3 separate regions of the Triticum aestivum genome follow, and all the other regions are linked to region 1. A link is a contact called in public Hi-C data. All regions are on one chromosome and are shown on one strand. The core of a region is the stretch at or near the end of the contact, and the rest is flanking DNA. Distances in the headings are between cores, read along the strand shown. Region 1 holds the start of LOC123045010 (CSC1-like protein ERD4). Region 2 holds the start of LOC123039224. Region 3 has its middle 18 kb from the start of LOC123039224.

Region 1 (3,696 bases), core at 814-3,313:
GTCCGCTGTAAGGGAGTAAACCGAAAATTTTGAGGTAAATACATCGGAAGTCATAGAACTTGCACGTGACGATCAGTTTGATACATAAACTTGTAAAATATGTGTTTCGGGTCGTCAAACTTGCACGAGCGTTTATATATGGTCACATTTCACATACACACGGAAGAATCCATGTCCTATGTGGCATGCTAGTGTGGCTAGGGCCCACTCTTACCGCTGTTGCATGTAGATCTGCAAAGAAGCCCTTGACTTTTTTATTTTCGTATTAAGCCCCTAAAAATAAAATGAAAAAATAAGGGATGGTGAGGTTTGAAGGCCGTAACGTGCCCCAAGTAGGCTCACGTGGACAACAACCAGACTAATGACCATTCATGTGTAGCTCGACAAAATTTTTGTATCATACAAATATTGACTGAAAATAAATTTACAAGGAATGTAACCCGGAAAAAATAAGCAACGTGGCTCGACCATGTGACCTTGTGCTCAAGGTTAACTAAGATTACCACCAGGCTACGACAGCACAACACATCCGGATATAAGAAAACAAATTATATCCTTGTGTTTGTGACATTTAAAAAATATTTATGTATTAAAAAAAGTATGTAACAGTTTAAAAAGTTCCAAAAACTTGTATTTGAAAAAATGATAATTATGTGTTTAACCACATATTTGAAAGAATGTTAATCATATCTTTAAAAAATATTAAACAAATGTTTTTAGATGTATACTGGAAAAAATAGACATCAAAACATATACTCCAAATGATTAACATTTTTTCAAATACAAATTTTCAAACTTATGTGTAGTGAAACATATACTCCATATGATACACATTTTTTTATGTTTTAAATACTCCAGTATACATCTATGTTTTGATACACATATTTTTTAAATACTCCAGTATACATCTATGTTCAGAGTATTTTTTTAAAAAATATGCTTAATATTTATTAAACATATGATTAACTTTTTATTAAATACAAGTTTTGAAACTTTATTCAAATATTGTTTAAGCATTTTTTATGGTACAAAACATTTTCAAGCTACACGAGCAATTTTATACATTGTATAAACATTAAAAAGATGTCATGAGCAGTTTTTTGGAATGCATGAGCATTTTAAAATGCAACCTATCATTTTTAATTACGCAAATGTGTTTTGCAATGTTTAAGCATTTTTTTGAATGTCACATACCTTTTTTTTTCTAACACATAAACATTTTTAAATGTCACAAACACAAGAATATATATTTGTTCTTACATAGAACAAGAAGGAATAATAACATGAAAAATATTTACCCCATTTGGACATGTTGGTTGCCGAAGCCTGGTGGTAATCTTAGTTAACGTTGACCACGAGGTCACATAGTTGAGCCACGGTGCTCCCTTTTTTGGGGTTACATTTCTTGTAAAATTTATTTTTTGGCATGTTTATATGATATAAAAATTATTTGTGCTACCTAAACATGTATGATCATTGGTTTGGTGGTTGTTCACCCGAGCCTAGTAGGGGCATGTCCCTGATTCGAAACCCAACCATCCCTTGTTTATTTTATTTTATTTGAGGGACTTAATACGTAAATAAAAAATCATTTTATTTAGGGGCTTAGTACCTTAAAAAAACAGGGACATGATACGTAAATGAAAAAGTCTGCAGATCTACCATGTGACTCGGGCTTACATCGGGTCCTGGCCACGCTGGTATCCTACATAGGCCACGATACGTTCACGTACATGAAATATGACTGTATATGAACATTCGTGCAAGTTTGATGATCAGAAACACATATTTTATAAGTTTATGCATCAAATTAATCGTTACATACAAGTTTTATGACTTATAATGTAAAATTTTAGTCTTTATGGCTGTATTGAGGATCAGTTAGAAATGCCCTTATGGTTAACAAGAGGCGATGCAGTTGAATGAAGGGGGTCAAAAGGGGAAGGGATTCGAACAATTGAAAAGCAAAAGGCGGAAGAGGAAAGGGGCATTTCAGACATTTTGCTGAACTCCCTGGTCCCATCCCCTTCCTCTTCTTCTCCCTGCCCTGCCCCTTTCCTTGGCTCGGCAACCTCCACAACTCATAAACTCCCCACCACGCCAGCCATTCCCCAGCACAGCACACAAAGCATCCAATGCTTTCCCCTTCCCACCCATTTACCACCCTAATGCCCTCCGTTAATCAATCCCTCCACTACTAAACCCCCTCCCTCATAATCCCCCCCGGAGGAGGAGCGGGGCGGCTTCGGCGAGCGAGATGGACATCTCGTCGTTCGTCACGTCGCTTCTGACGTCCTTCGTCATCTTCGCCGTGCTGGTCCTGGTGTTCACGTGGCTCTCGCGCCGCCCGGGGAACGCGCCGGTGTACTACCCGAGCGTGCTGCTGCGGGGGCTCGACCCGTGGGAGGGGCGCGGGCGGGGCACGCGCAGCCCCGTCGGCTGGATCCGCCAAGCGTTCGCGGCGTCCGAGGCCGACGTCGTTGCCGCCAGCGGAGTCGACGCCGCCGTCTACCTCGTCTTCCTCTCATCCGGTATGCCCAAGCCAACCACGCTCTCTACTTCGTTTGTTTACCCATGCTTTGGTTGAGTTGGTTGTTTGGTTTCCAGATTCATTCGTTTACTACTCGTCTGTGCGTTTCCGTGTTTTTTCTTTTTGCTTCCACAAATAATATTTCGTGCACAAAATAAAATATTAAATTAAGTCCTGCTGTTGTATCTAAGATGCCTTTTGGGCGTCTTTTCTCAAAAAAATAATTAAAAGTCCTGCTGTTGTGGACTATGATTTCTCTGATGTAAATTGGTTGCAAGCATGCTATATTCTGTTCTAAACGAACATCTATTTTCTAAAAATTGCTGCCATGTTTGTAGAACGTTAGTTTTATGTTTGATTGTTTTACTTTTGTGTACCAACATGAAGATACGGCCGATTGTATGAACTGCCGGAATGGCAATAACAAATGCTAATTGTTGCTATCAATTTACTTTAAATTATATTAATGCTGCTATAGAGCTGCAAAGAAAAAGGTGTAGACAAGCAAGAGCCATGCGTATGTTTTGTTAAGAGGAGTTATCACCACCCATCCTGAAGGCCGGGCTCAAACGAGATAAAACTATCATGCATGGAGGATTGCTGGAAGTATGTAATTTAGCATGTTAAACTGCTTAGTCTATATGCAAAAAGGGCGATGAAAAGGCTAGGGTGCGTTTTGGGTCAGATATAGGTAGGTCGATATATCATGCAGAGTGCTTGCTTGAAAAAACAAATCATGCAGATTCTTCGCCAATTATCTGAATTTTTATTCTCTGGTGTTCCAGTTTTGGCAATCCTTGCGTTTTCCGGGATTGTGTTGCTTCCAGTTCTGTTACCAGTTGCTGGAACTGATCATGCCCTGGAGGATTCTACTGGCAGAGTGCCGCGGAATGTCACAGATTTTGAAAGATTAGCATTGGGCAATGTTCAAGTAAGTAATCCTCTTATCTGAGCTTAATGACCTGTCTTTGTTGCCACAAATAAATCTAGAACATTCCAATTATTGAGACTACTGGAAGCATTTTCATGCTTGATCCGCCCATTTAATAACCAGGTGGATGATTGGCTCCAAAAAGTGCACCGTATATATCATTATGTAGATCTAACGCATAATTTGGCACATTATTAGATATTTGTATTGTCAGAATGGCAGTATCTGTCTCATT
Region 2 (3,696 bases), core at 666-3,165, 170 kb before region 1:
TAGATATTTCTGGACTTGTTGCAAATCACGATGCATACCTGCATGGATGTACCCTAGCAATCTATCAATGTATGCATCACCAGACATATTTACAAATCAAAACACTCAAACGTAGCAACAAAGACTACAAAAGTAGCAACCTGCTAACCATTGTTTTAAGTCAAACAGTTTGATCATAGGAAACCACGTGCTAAACTAGCTCAAGACAATCCTTCTGTAACAATGGGTTCGTGAGTTTAAGAGAGTGACTCCAATAAAACATTGGATAGTATATGATGAGGACATCAATATCATTGTTACACCCACAGCCCCTGCTGCTATACATACTGGACCAATTACTAGAGCTCGCGCACGACAGTTAAATTACTAGGTACTTCCGTTTCTTGGTAATGATTCTAATGTTCATGAGAATATGATGTTGCCTAAATTGGATACATTTGTTTTGCTTATAAATGAAGGGCCTAGCTTGGAGAAGGATGAACATTGGAGCAAGAACAAGCATGGAGATGATGGCATGCGCAAGGGGAACAAAAACGGAGTTTCAAGTGATGATGTCAGGACGTTGAAGCCACCATAATGAGTGCATGAAGCCTTGGACGAAATATACAAGATGTTACTTCATAACTTTCGTCTAAAGGCTATTCTAGGTGTTGCGTCACCTTATTATTAGGCCAGGCCCATGTATTTTTCGAAATACTTGAGTACAGGCTATTTTTAGAGTCCGTATGTGTAGGAAAAAAGAGATAGAGTTCGTTTTGGACCCCTTCCCCAAGGGCCACGAAATTCCCCCTCTTCCTCCATATATATAGCCCTTAGGGCGTCCTTTAAACTTTGGGTTTTGTTTAGATTAAAAGTTTGTCATAGCTGCAACTTTGCGTACTTCGTTTGTGTTCAACGACCAGACAAAGGCGTCACAGAACCCCACCTTCACTAATAAAGCTTTCCTCTGTTATTCGCGATATACAGATTGCAATCTTAGTTTCTTGCTTGTTCTTCATTTGCTTGCATGAAATAGACCTTCGTGGTCAGGCTGATCGTGCTCCGACGTGGTCAATAACCTCTCGAAATTGGTTTAGCGATTGCTAAGGTGCGACGTCCTCGTACGTTCGTAGTCGGATCGTCAAAGTCGACTTCCACCAAAAAGATAGCCACCATCTCATCGAAAGACGGGACACCTTTGCCTTTATCAGTATATCAAGATCACCGTTATAAAGACTGGTAGCAACAAAATACAAATGCAATACTGGCAAGCCATCCACGGTTGCGCTCGTCGTATTCCTCTTTGTTGCGATCACTACTATTTGGCGTCGCCTGTAAACCAACACAAACCAAAACAAGAAGACGTCATCGTGTTGTGCCAAAAGGAGAAGTCAAGGTATATGGAGAAATAGCCAAAATTGAATACGCGTGTACCTCGGCCACTTCCTCGAGGAGTAAAAAATAGAGCATAAATATTGCAAGATTTCGAAAGGATAGGGACAACGCTAATTTATAGTGGTGGAATACAGATGGTGCACTGCCGGGCCACCCATGTGTCATATATTTGTTTCATGTGCTTTTCTATGATATCATCGAGTGTACAAACAAGCTCTTGGGGAAGAAAAAAATATAGGACCATTAATTAATTGTGGAATATACCTACGATTGGAAAAAGAAATACTACGATTGAACTACTGAAGATATATATAGAGAGAATTTGAAGATCGTGGCAAAGTCGTTGAACGGACAGAGCAGCAAACTCTAGTTGCGGCAGTGAACAGTAGAGAGAGGCGGGCTGTAGGAAAGCTCGCCCGGTCGCCCGCACGCGCGACGCTCGGCGCACCGCACCGCACCTTCGTGAGACGTCACTACGCACGCACGCACGCGGCGGGACCGCGCTTTCTTCCTCGCACCCCCTCGTTCTTCTCCGCCTCCGCCTCCGCCTCCGCCCGCCTATACATACCACCATCCCCCCTCCTCTCCTCTCTCCCCTACCGTTCCGCCATTAACCGCCACTACTACTGCCTCTCTTCCTGAATCTCGATCCCACTCCCATGCCTGCGACTCTACGAGTTCGCTGAGAACAAACTACCACCAGACTCCATGCGGCATCGGCAGCAAGGGGAGGACAACAAGGAGCTCTTCGTGCAGTGGAGGCCCTGCGACAAGAAGAGGTCCTAGTCGCCCGCAGGAACAGATCTGTTTATCGGGTAATTCTTTTAATCGGTGGGTATTGGCTGAATGGTTGATTCGAGCGCGGGAGGGAAGATGAGCGCGCACGGCGGCGGCGGCGGCGGGAGAACGCGGGTGGGGAGGTACGAGCTGGGGAGGACGCTGGGGGAAGGGACGTTCGCCAAGGTCAAGTTCGCCAGGAACGTCGAGACCGGCGAGAATGTCGCCATCAAGATCCTCGACAAGGACAAGGTCCTCAAGCACAAGATGATCGCGCAGGTACTTCCATCTTCCATCTTGTCTTTCTTCTTCTTCTTCTTCTTCGGAGCCAAGGCCAAAAAGAAAAAGAAAAACTGTAGATTATTTTCTTCCCAATCCAAAACCATGGCCTGTTCAGATTATTTCTGTTGTACTAAAAGGGAGGCATAGCCTTGATCATCTTTCTCGATCATCAAGCATTGTTATTGTTAAAAAAAAGGGGAGGTTTATAGGGCTGTTTTTTTTTTCTAAAAAAATGTTTGGTGAAAACCATTGGACGAAAGAGTTACTAGTAGTACTACTAGTTGGACTTGCTGGAACGCCTAGACGTGAGAATCCGTGAAACCGGCAGCAGCAACGGCGTTCCAGAATAGCGTTCTACCGCCAATTCAATTCAATTCAATGCGCCCGCCGAGGCCGAGGCCGAGGCCGAGGCCAAGACCAAGACCAAGACCAAGGCTTGGCGGGCGTCTCGTGCGCGTTGGTTGGAAAGCGCAGAGTTTAGTTGGCGGCCGTGATCAAATTTGGCTCTTCACTTTTGTTTTTGTTTGGCCTCTGAATGATACACCTCTTCTTTCTGCAGATAAAGCGCGAGATCTCCACCATGAAGCTCATCAGGCACCCCAACGTCATCCGCATGTACGAGGTATAGACTAGTAGTACTAGCGCAACCTGAAATCATCATCTTCATTTTAAGCAAAGTACAGTGGACTACTAATTATTTGCTCATATTCCTCGCATGAGGAAATTATATTTTTTTTTTGGTTATCTTTTGATTTCTGGTTAAAACTACGTACCTTTTGCCTTTCGACTATGTATGTAAATGACCATGTCCACTTCTAATTGGCGTGTCCTTTAAAGGTGATGGCCAGCAGGACAAAGATATACATAGTCATGGAGCTTGTCACAGGTGGCGAACTTTTCGACAAAATCGTGAGTATATACCTTGCTCAACATTTTGGGTTATGCTTTGCTTCCCACTCTGCCTATATGCTTACTTTTGCGGTGATCGTGGTCTAGGCTTCGCGTGGGAGGCTCAAAGAGGACGACGCCAGGAAATATTTCCAGCAGCTCATCAACGCTGTCGACTACTGCCATAGCAGAGGTGTCTATCACCGTGATCTCAAGGTATCGTGGCGGGCCGGTGCCGTGGTGGTTACTCATCTGCCCTATGCGAAGAAACAAAAAGTGGTCTGATACCATTTTCTTCTTCCACGTTTCAGCCTGAAAATCTTCTGCTTGATGCTAACGGTACTCTCAAGGTGTCCGATTTTGGACTCAGCGCCC
Region 3 (3,696 bases), core at 593-3,092, 160 kb before region 1:
CTACCCAAGTGGCAGATTTGAGGATACGGTTTGGCAACCCTTCATCAACATGGCAAGCCATCAATTATGGTTTGGAACTTTTGAAGAAGGGGATAGTATGGAGGATTGCTAATGGCCAGAATGTGAGTATTTGGAGGGATAGATGGGTGGGTGCGGGAACTAACGGGTGGCCCGATCTCTTGTAAGGGAAGGTGCAGGTTTAAGTGGGTGTCGGAGCTGCTGGATCACAACGGTTTATGGGACCGTGAGAAAATACATCAGTTCTTTTTGCCCGTGAACATTTGTGAAATTTTAAAAACCCGTCCATCCCCCCGACTCGGTGAAGATTTCCTGGCTTGGGCACCGGAAAAATCAGGACTGTTCACAGTACGTAGGGCATATAAGCTCGCGTCAGATGATCTGTTTAATAGTTTTGTTGCAACTTCGAATTATCACTCAGACAGAGCTCGTGCATGCTGGAATTGCATCTGGTCTACTCCGGCTCCACCGAAAGTTCTTAACTTTGCTTGGAGGTTAGCAACAGACTCCCTTGCTACTTGGAAAAACAAACATAAATGGAATTTGGAGATAAATGCTAACTGTCCTAACTGTCCGCTTTGTTGCTGCGAAGAGGACTCATTCCACACTTTCTGCTCCTGCATCAATGCTAAGCGCTTATGGAGAGCAATGGCTTCAGAATGGGACCTTCCAGATGTTACAAAAATTCTACCAACGGGGAAAGAATGGTTTGTCCAAGCAATTGCTGACTTGATTGAACCAAGACGGCTTCACTTTATGATGCTCTTTTGGCAGATATGGTATGTCCGGAACGAGATAGTCCATTACAAACCTGCCCCGCTGGTCGATGTCTCCTGCCGTTTTCTATCAAGCTATGTTTCTTCGTTGAATTCCATTGTTGCACATCCGCAAGCTGACCACACTAAGGGGAAGTACCCTGTTCAGGCGTGTTTTCCTCTCATGGGAACGACACACAGTACAAAGAGCCAACAACATAGCCCATGGACTCCAGTGGATGGGCGGGTGAAGTTGAACACGGATGGTTCAGTACTTAATGGTGTGGCGGGAACAAGTATGATTCTTAGAGACCATAGTGGCAGCATCATCTTCAGTTCATGTAGACATCTCTTTGCTTGTGATGATGTGCTCGAATATGAAATCCTGGGAATTCGGGAGGGTTTACTACTTGCCTTGCAATGGAGTAGTCTACCTGTTGATGTTGAATCAGACAGTTTAGAAGCAGGGAAGGTGATTCAGAGTGGAGATACAAATAGGTCTAAGTATGCTTTTCTTATTAAAGAGATCAAAGATAGTTTGATCGAGCGTAATTCTTGTATTACTCATATTGTGCGTAGCAAAAACAATGCTAGTAATTTCCTGGCAAGCTATGGACGATCACAATGCCGAACTGTTGTGTGGCTTGGGTCGGGTCCGGACGAACTTTTAGGTATTGCCAGTGATGATTGTAATTTTTAGCTTTGAGCAATACAAGTATTATCCCGCAAAAAAAATACAAGTATTATCCCGCAAAAAAACATGGGCCCTTGGTTCATGTTTCCAATACAAGCCGAAACTGCAAACGATTCAGTCATTTCACGATTGAAAACATCTCGACATTTGCAACACCTGAACAGATCCAACTAATTTATTTTGGAATGGAGTGATTTTTCCTTTTGACTGGGAATGGAGTGATTTATATGAATACGAATGATTAAACTCACGATCGAGTACATGTTTAAGAGCATTTGTTGTTAGCTCAAAGGTTGCTTTCATTGTGCCCTCTACGGTGGGCTACACGAACATGTCCGACAACGCTATTTTGAAAATGACGTGCTATCACCAACTGGTTGGCCGTTGGCGGTAGCAGGAGGGGAAAAAACATATATTACCCAGCGAAGCGAAGCACACAATCTTGAGACACCGAGCTTTCCAGATAGCTATCTGCATAATAGGCAAGTGCAGATTTTATTCTGTGGGGATGCAACTTTCTTTCGCCTTACTTTATGTTTTGAACCAACTACTTGCTCCAACTTGCATGAAAAACGAAAGATAATTAGTGTATGTGATTTTGCTTTGTTCTCAAGGAAGGCATGCCAAATCCTCCAAGGCATCCTCCCCATGGTTCGATTTGGAAAGAAATGAATGACATTCCCGCTGTGTCATATATTCATAATTTAATACAACTAAAATATAGTCGGGAGTGAATATTTTTTAAAATTTAAAATTTAAAATTTGCATATTTATCTATATTTTTACATTGTTAAAAACTTCTTAAAAATGTGAATCAGAAAATGTACATGTAATTATTAAAATGTTTGTGTACAAATAATATTTACGAATTATAATAAAGAAAGTATTTATATAATTCTAAATTGTACAACCATTTTATAATCAAAAATACTTTTTTATTTAGGATATTTCAAAATAAATATGTGAATATTTTTAAAAATTACTTGAAAATTTTGCTAAATAATTTTTTGTATGTATAATATTTATAACACACGAATTGAATTCTAAAATAAAAGAAAGTTAACATATGCAACATGGACTGCACTAACCGCAGGCCATCTAAACTAACACGTGCTTGTTTACCTAGAATACATTAGTTTTTCTTTTTACCCGCAAAAAAAAGAATACATTAGTTGTTTTTTTTACCCGCAAAAAAAAGAATACATTAGTTGTTTGCTTCAAAAATGCTAATGTGAAATAAGTTGGCGATGTGGCTATTACAGTTCGCTCGTTCGAATCGCAGCAAACACCAATTTTTCCCGTCATTTTCACTCTGTGCCGACAGGTGGGACCCATGGGTCATAGAGACATGCTATGCACATCATTCTGTTCAGGGGGGCCATGTTATGCTGGCATGCCACATGTGCATGCTAATGAAAGTACGGTGTCACGTCAGCGTATTTTATGTCTACTAATGGGATCAACATTGTATTTGCATGTCCGTGTCAAGTTTTAGAACTATTTCAATGTATTTTTCAAGTTCATACACTAAAGTGAATATCGGTGACAAGTTTAAGCACCACAGGTGATGCGAAGCATCCCGTGATCATCCCCATGGACTCTACCTCAACCATCCAAGCTCCAAGTGGACCTATGACAAGAGCAAGGGCTTGTGCTATTCAATCCAAGGTGACATCACTCCTACTTAAGCTTCCCATTTCTTCCAGTGAAACATGGTTACTGCCTAAGTCCGAGATACTATGTGTGATCAGGTACAACGCTCAAGCCACGGAGACGAAAGCTGAAGAAGAAGTGACTAGCGTCAACTCTCTGGACAGCCCGGAACTTCCGGCCAGAGCCCGGAACTTCCGGCCCCCGGAACCTCTGACCGACCCGGAACTTCCGGCCTCCGACGACTTCGACCAGGCCGAGCGTGCCAACTCTCTAGTTAGCCCGGAACCCGCCCGGAACCTAGCCCGGACCTTCCGGCCCCCGGACGCCAGCCCAGCTCCTCCCGCGACAACTTTCGACTTAGGCCGGACCCTTCTCGGAACCTCCGGCGCCCGGAACTTCCGGCCCTGCCTGCGTGCAGCCACTTGGGCCGAGGCCCGTGTACCCTTTCGCCCCGTAGACTATATATACTCTTCTCCTACCTACGTTCTAGGGTTAGCATTGTGATAGCTCGTTTGAGATAGAGCATTGGTCATCCGTACCGGATCTACTCCTCGTGAGGGACCGCACCTCCTCGGA

The links. Hi-C and Micro-C count contacts between places; a contact is called where the count stands out from the background.
Region 2: a contact with region 1 is called in a Hi-C map of leaf, with 4 times the contacts expected there. The contact joins the promoter of LOC123039224 here to the promoter of LOC123045010 in region 1. A contact is called at or near these places in 2 of 5 Hi-C or Micro-C datasets (both in leaf).
Region 3: a Hi-C map of leaf shows a contact between it and region 1, with 6 times the contacts expected there. The contact joins the enhancer-like site here to the promoter of LOC123045010 in region 1. A contact is called at or near these places in 2 of 5 Hi-C or Micro-C datasets (both in leaf).

What each region holds. Positions count from the first base shown.
Region 1 is chr2B:376,260,392-376,264,087 of IWGSC CS RefSeq v2.1, reverse strand. It overlaps LOC123045010 (CSC1-like protein ERD4), which reads left to right and starts at 2,063. Exons shown (of 7, transcript XM_044467921.1): 1 at 2,063-2,531; 2 at 3,316-3,461. The coding sequence starts at 2,258.
Region 2 is chr2B:376,433,771-376,437,466 of IWGSC CS RefSeq v2.1, reverse strand. It overlaps LOC123039224, which reads left to right and starts at 1,915. Exons shown (of 22, transcript XM_044462477.1): 1 at 1,915-2,430; 2 at 2,993-3,055; 3 at 3,271-3,342; 4 at 3,430-3,537; 5 at 3,633-3,696. The coding sequence starts at 2,221.
Region 3 is chr2B:376,415,592-376,419,287 of IWGSC CS RefSeq v2.1, reverse strand. No RefSeq gene overlaps it. Among protein-coding and RNA genes, the nearest start is that of LOC123039224, 18 kb to the left of the region's middle. Within about 2 kb of position 1,842, at least 1 of the 8 cell types and tissues checked has an H3K27ac peak or open chromatin away from gene starts, as enhancers often do. A contact at or near this core is called in leaf, where this site is marked.